2 separate regions of the Mus musculus genome follow, and region 1 is linked to region 2. Evidence: chromatin contacts called from public Hi-C data. All regions are on one chromosome and are shown on one strand. The core of a region is the stretch at or near the end of the contact, and the rest is flanking DNA. Distances in the headings are between cores, read along the strand shown. Region 1 holds the start of Numbl (numb-like). Region 2 holds the start of Fxyd5 (FXYD domain-containing ion transport regulator 5).

Evidence for each region. Hi-C and Micro-C count contacts between places; a contact is called where the count stands out from the background.
Region 1: a Hi-C map of B cells shows a contact between it and region 2, with 6 read pairs. The contact joins the promoter of Numbl here to the promoter of Fxyd5 in region 2. A contact is called at or near these places in 2 of 39 promoter capture datasets (cranial neural crest and frontonasal cranial neural crest) and 1 of 484 Hi-C or Micro-C datasets (B cells).

Annotation. Positions count from the first base shown.
Region 1 is chr7:27,257,483-27,260,204 of GRCm38.p6, forward strand. Numbl (numb-like) reads left to right here and starts at 1,279. Exons shown (of 10, transcript NM_010950.2): 1 at 1,279-1,479. The coding sequence starts at 1,456. It overlaps Coq8b (coenzyme Q8B), which reads left to right. Exons shown (of 15, transcript NM_133770.2): 15 at 1-467. The coding sequence ends at 43.
Region 2 is chr7:31,040,969-31,043,688 of GRCm38.p6, forward strand. It overlaps Fxyd5 (FXYD domain-containing ion transport regulator 5), which reads right to left and starts at 1,363. Exons shown (of 9, transcript NM_008761.4): 1 at 1,122-1,363; 2 at 429-489. The coding sequence starts at 489. It overlaps Fxyd7 (FXYD domain-containing ion transport regulator 7), which reads right to left. Exons shown (of 6, transcript NM_022007.1): 6 at 1,547-1,936. The coding sequence ends at 1,914. All of the region lies in intron 2 of Gm38984 (a long non-coding RNA gene), which reads left to right.

The DNA of each region.
Region 1 (2,722 bases), core at 29-2,528, 3.8 Mb before region 2:
CTGGGCCAGTCGCCAGACACTGCCGCTGCCAGCAGCCTCCTGACTAGGGACCTCCCTGCCGACCCCACCATGACAGATTCCATCCAGGGATACCAGCTCCACAGCAGGCAGTCCCCTCCTCCTCTTTCTTGGTCTCCAGAACCTAGTTTCTTGCCTTGGATCTTTGGGCCCCTGGAGTTAGCTCCCTGATCCTAAGTGAGCAACCTTGAATTCTGAGGCTAGGAGCCAGCAGAATCCTGCCACCATCTAAGTGAGCCTTGGGTCCACTCTCATGTGAAGGAGACGCCCCTCGGCCCCAGGTCTTCCAGGATCTGCAGGGGAGATGGTGGCTGTTGGGGGCGGTCCTCACCTTTGCCTCCCTTGCTCCTCTACCAGCTGCCTTCTTCCCGGGTTCCAGCCTGTGTATTGGAGGGTGGGGGTGGGTGCTGATCCTTTCCTCCGAATAAAGGCACCCTTTCCCTGCCCCCAGTTCTTTTCTCTCTGTGCTAAGGGGGAGGAGCTCACAGGCAGCTCCAGGTGCAGATGGCCAGACCCCCCACCCCACCCCCTTGTCTAGGGCCATCTGTTGCAGGGAACCTCCTCCGCCCCCCCCCCCACGTGCTGACCACCTGCTCCAAGGGCTGTGGCAGCTGAGAAGTACCCTTCTATCACATACTCGCCCCCCCCCCCACCCCCCAGCTTCAGGCTCCCTCCTGTTCCTGACAACCTCGCCTTTGCTAATGGGCCCTAATGCCCCTAACAGCTGCTCTGCCAAACCTACAGGACAGGGGTAGGGGTGCAGCTGAGTCCAGAACTAGGACCTGGTCTAACCCAATGCCCACTTCTCGCAAGCCAGAGTGATCTCCCTCCAGGACTCCAGGGTCTGTTTCTTTTCCTTCCCCTCCTCTCCCCTCCCCTCGCCTGCAAAAAGTGCCTCGTCACCGCTTCTGCCCGCCCCCGCCGGGCTGGGAGAACCGTGGGGTTAAGCAAGATTTGAGGACGAGGCGCCTCCCAAAGCAATTCTTCAGAAGCAGAACCATAGGGGATCTGAGGTCAGGGGTTATGGAAGCAAATAGAACCTGCGCCTCAACCTGAGAGGCACTCCTCTAGGGATGCGTGCAGGTTCCCGCAAGGCCAGACCAAGGGGCGGGGCGGGCCGGCCTTTGCTTGGGAGGAGACCCGGTAGTGTTTATGTGGGGGCGTGGTCTGCGGGAGGGCGGGGTTATCTTTTGCATATACAGCAGGCGGCGGGCCAATGGGCGGGGTCGGGGCGGGGCGCCGAGGGAGGGATGCTCCCCCGCCCCCGGAACGGAATCCTCCCGGGAGCCGAGCTGGCTCGCGCGCTTGCATCCCGCACCAGCCGCCGGCCCCGGGCCGGGCCCGCGTCAGACCGAGCCGCCGCCACCACAGCAGCAGCAGCACTCGGGAAGCCGGGCCCAACCGGGGCCGCGGGAGGCGGGGGCGCCCGGGCCCTGGATGTCCCGCAGCGCGGCGGCCAGCGTGAGAAGGGCGGGCTCGGGGGGCTCGGGCCGGGGGCGGCGCCGCTGCTGATGTGGCGAAGGGTGGGAGGCGGCAGCAGCGCCCGGATGGAGAGAAGATGCCAAGGCTGGAAAGGGTGGTCCTGGGTGGGGGTCCGGGAACAGGTTCCTGGCAATCCCAAACCTGCCAGACTGGGGTCTGGTCCAGCACAGGCCATCTCTGCGAAGGCCCTGAAAATAGGGATCCTGGAATACAGATTCCCCCCAAATCATGGACAGGGCTACATAAATTCTAGGTAAAACTCCCTGGGCAAGGTTTGGCGTTCAGGGTCCGGATACGGTCCCCTTTATCAAGCTGAGGCCTTAACTGAGCCGATTCCAGACAAAATCAGTACTCTTCCCTGCTAGAGGGTTTCTTTGAGCACAACAGCCCCCTGGGCGATGTCTTGAAGATGAAGTCCCTGGATAGAGCTGCCAAGGCTAAGGCTCTGGGGGATGGGGGGGCGGTTTCCAAGTACTGTCTACTCCCTGGGGTCCTGGATCCAGCCTGTCCCCCCAAGCCCTTGGGCGGTGTCCCAGGCAAATCCCCTTCTCAGAACAAGGTCTCTGTGTCTGAAACTCCACCCCAGCGTGAATAAAATAAGGAGAATTTCAGGCATTCCCCTACCCCACCTCCACCCCATGCTTAGTCAGGGGTCTCAAGACATTGGTCTCCTAGGCCACCCCTTTTGTCCCTAGGGCTGCTCAGCGTCTAAGAGAGGCCCCACCCGGAGACAATGCTCAGCTTTCCCTTGCCCCCCAGGCTCCAGGATTCAGCCTGGGCTGGGGGCGGCTCCCCAGAGACGGGTGGAAACCTGTCTGTAGCCTCTGTGGTGACCAGCGGCTTTGTGTGGTTGTGTGTGTGTGTGTGTGTGTGTGTGTGTGTGTAAGGGTTGGGGATGTGGCTAGAAGTGTGATCTGGTGTTTGTGTGACTGTAGCTGTGTGTGTGCTTGCATTACAGCTGGCAAGGATGAGGTATCCTGCGTTGTCTGCCTGCATGCTTGTGGTTGGATGTGGTGATGTCTGGTGTGTGTGTGTGTGTGTGTGTGTGTGTGACCGTGGATGTGATGGCAGCCGTTCACTGTTCAGACTCCTGTACTTTTTAGACTGTGTTTAAATAGATATGCATATGTCTTTTTGTGAGACCCTGTGTGTATGTACCTTGGTATGTGTCAACATCTGTGTTGGGTTTGAGGTTGGACTTCTGTGTGGCTGACTGAAGATG
Region 2 (2,720 bases), core at 113-2,612:
TACTTTCCAGGCCAGAGTGAGGGTCTCTGAGCCCCAGCTTGGACCCCTTTGCCCAACTGTATTCTCAGAAAACCCATCAGTTCTGCTTTGCCTGGAGCCTGGGGTTTCCTGGCGGCCGAGTAGAAAACTGACACCAATCTCCCAGCCAAGTCAAACTCAGCAAGTTCTTCTCAGAGGTGAAAGGGAGGATGCTCAGCAGGACAGGCTCCAGTCAGACCCTCTGGATCACCCGAGCTCAAAAGTGTCCAAAGAGGGTGCTACCCAGAGCCTGCCTCGCCAATCCCACTTCCTGGTGCTCGCTCACTCGGTGGGGGTTGGCGAGGGAGTAGAGTGAGAAGATGGTACCCAGTATTTGAGCTTTGCAATCACCCATCTAGCTGCCTCCTGGAGCTGGATTGGGGCGAGGGGTGGTGGTGGTGGTGTCTTACCTCTGCTGGGCAGAATCAGGGCGACAATAGTGAGGAGACACAGGCGACTGGACAGTGACATCTGTGGGACAAGCTGAGGCAAAGGTAAGGCATAGCCCCTCCGCACCCTCCCACCCCCTCGCAGCCTCTTTGGAGCAGGCGTCTGGTCTCAAGGACCCTCTGGTATCTGCCTTTGGGGAGAGATTTTTTTTTCCGTCTCAGGCCACCATCCCCTTCTTCCAGGAGCTGATCCCCAAAGAAAGCCAGAAGCATCAGGCGAGCCTGGCTTCCTGACACCCCTGAGGCAAAGATGCCGCTCCCTCCTCCTAAAGCTGGAACTGATCCTCCCGACCCATGGTTCCTGAGTGGAGGAAGCCAGTGGCCCGCTGTGTCTGCTCCCTCGAGGGCAGGAGCCCAGAGCAGCGGGGCCAGGAGGGGAACAGGAAGGGTGACTAACGCAGGGCTGCTCTCAAAGGAAAAAGTGAGCTGGTGTCCGGCTGCCCTGCAGGCACCACCGCGCCCAGCACCCGTGATGGGCAGATCATAGAGGGACCTGTCTGCCCGCAATGGAGGCGCTCTAGGGAGACTGAGGCAGAAAAGGTGCCCACAGAGTGAATACGAGGCAGAGAGGCATCGAGATCCTTCTCTTCTCCTCCCAAGCAGCTTCCCACCTGCGTGTGTGGCCCAGAGCAATAGAGCAAAAGAGGGACTTACATCTGAGCCGGAGATCTCCAGACTGAAGTGTCAGAGTACCGCGTGGGAGCTGCCTCAGGGTGGAGGGTGTGGCCACGGGCGGGCGCGGACGCAGGCAGGCGGGGACCAGAGCGTCCCAGTCATTTCCTCTCTCGTTTCCAGGCCCCACAGGCAGGGGTGGGAGCTGGGGAGGAGGAGGATGGTGGGGGACTGAAGGCGGTGGCCTCCACTCGAGGATCTGAGGGACGCAGATGGGGGCAAGGTGCAGAGAAGGGAAGACCCTTGGGTGAGGTGTGGAAGGAAGGATGTAATGAGAGGGAGGAGACCCTGGAGGGAGGAGGAGGAGGAAGAGAAGGAGGGGGGAGTGGGGAGGGGGGAAAAGGACAATCAACTCAGCCTCCCACCCAGTCCTCTGGTGCCCACAGACGACAATACACAGACAGAACGGGGGGAAAAAACGAATGCACATTTATTAAGCTCAAGATGTGGACCCTGAGGGGAAGCTGGGAAGGTCCTGGAGAAGGAGACCAGGAGATGCAGGAGGGAGGGACACTAGGATCCCAGGGGACTGGGGATGGACTCCTGGATCCCAGGAGCTGGAGGCCTGAGTCTCTGGGTCTAGGGTACAAATAGGATCGTTGTTGCCAAGGCCTGGGGAGGGAGAGCGGGGTGCATTGGCTCCGGCCTTGGGGTGGGTCTGGCGGCTGATTGGGGGCACACTCCCTGGCGCCAGGCTGGGTCCCCACCGCCTTCTCTGGGTCCTCTGGTTCCTGCACTCTGGCCAGGGACAGCAGTGGAAATCTGCAGAGGATCCTACACACCGCCACCTCCAGGGGCTAGGAACAGAAGAGAACTCAAGTTACTGACCTAAGGAGGGAAAGAATCAGAGTCCAAGGATGGCTGCCCTTTAGCTCTTGGGGGATCCTCATGTCTTCCTGACTCCTGATATCTGGTCACTGCAGGGAAATCTTCATAGCTACTGTCTGCCCCATCTCAAGCAATGGAGAAAGGGAATCCAGCTGTGGTGGACACCCAAGGCTGACCTGAGTGTTTTGGGAGGCTTAAAGTCTCCTTGGAAGAGCCCCCACCTCATGCTATACTCCAGGCTTCTTTTCTACATATGCTCCAGACAACCTAGGCATCTAGCAGGTGTCCTCCAGGACAGGCTACCTTTGTTCTTCTGCCCAGCTAAGGCTGGACCAAACACCTCCTTCCATCCTGCTCCAGCACCACAGAGAGATACCCGTGATGTTCTTAAATCTCATTAAGAATATATGAAACATGATGTAGTTTTCTCATGAAGTCTCCCCCATTTATACTTAGTTCTTTAAGCACTACTCGTTGTCATAAGTTTATTTTTTTTCTCCCATTGAGACAGGGTTACTCTGTGTAGCCTTGGCTGTCATGGGACTCTCTGTAGACCTGCCTGCCTCTGTCTCCTACTAGGACTAAAGGCATGCACAGCTCCCACCTGGCTGTCATAAGATTTTAATGGGAAGCCACCTCAATAGTTCACACCTGTAACCCCAGCACTTGGGAGGCTGAGGCAGGAGGATGACTCTGAGTGTAAGCTTGGCCTGGGCCACACAGTGAGTTCTTGCACAGCCAGAACTACAGTAA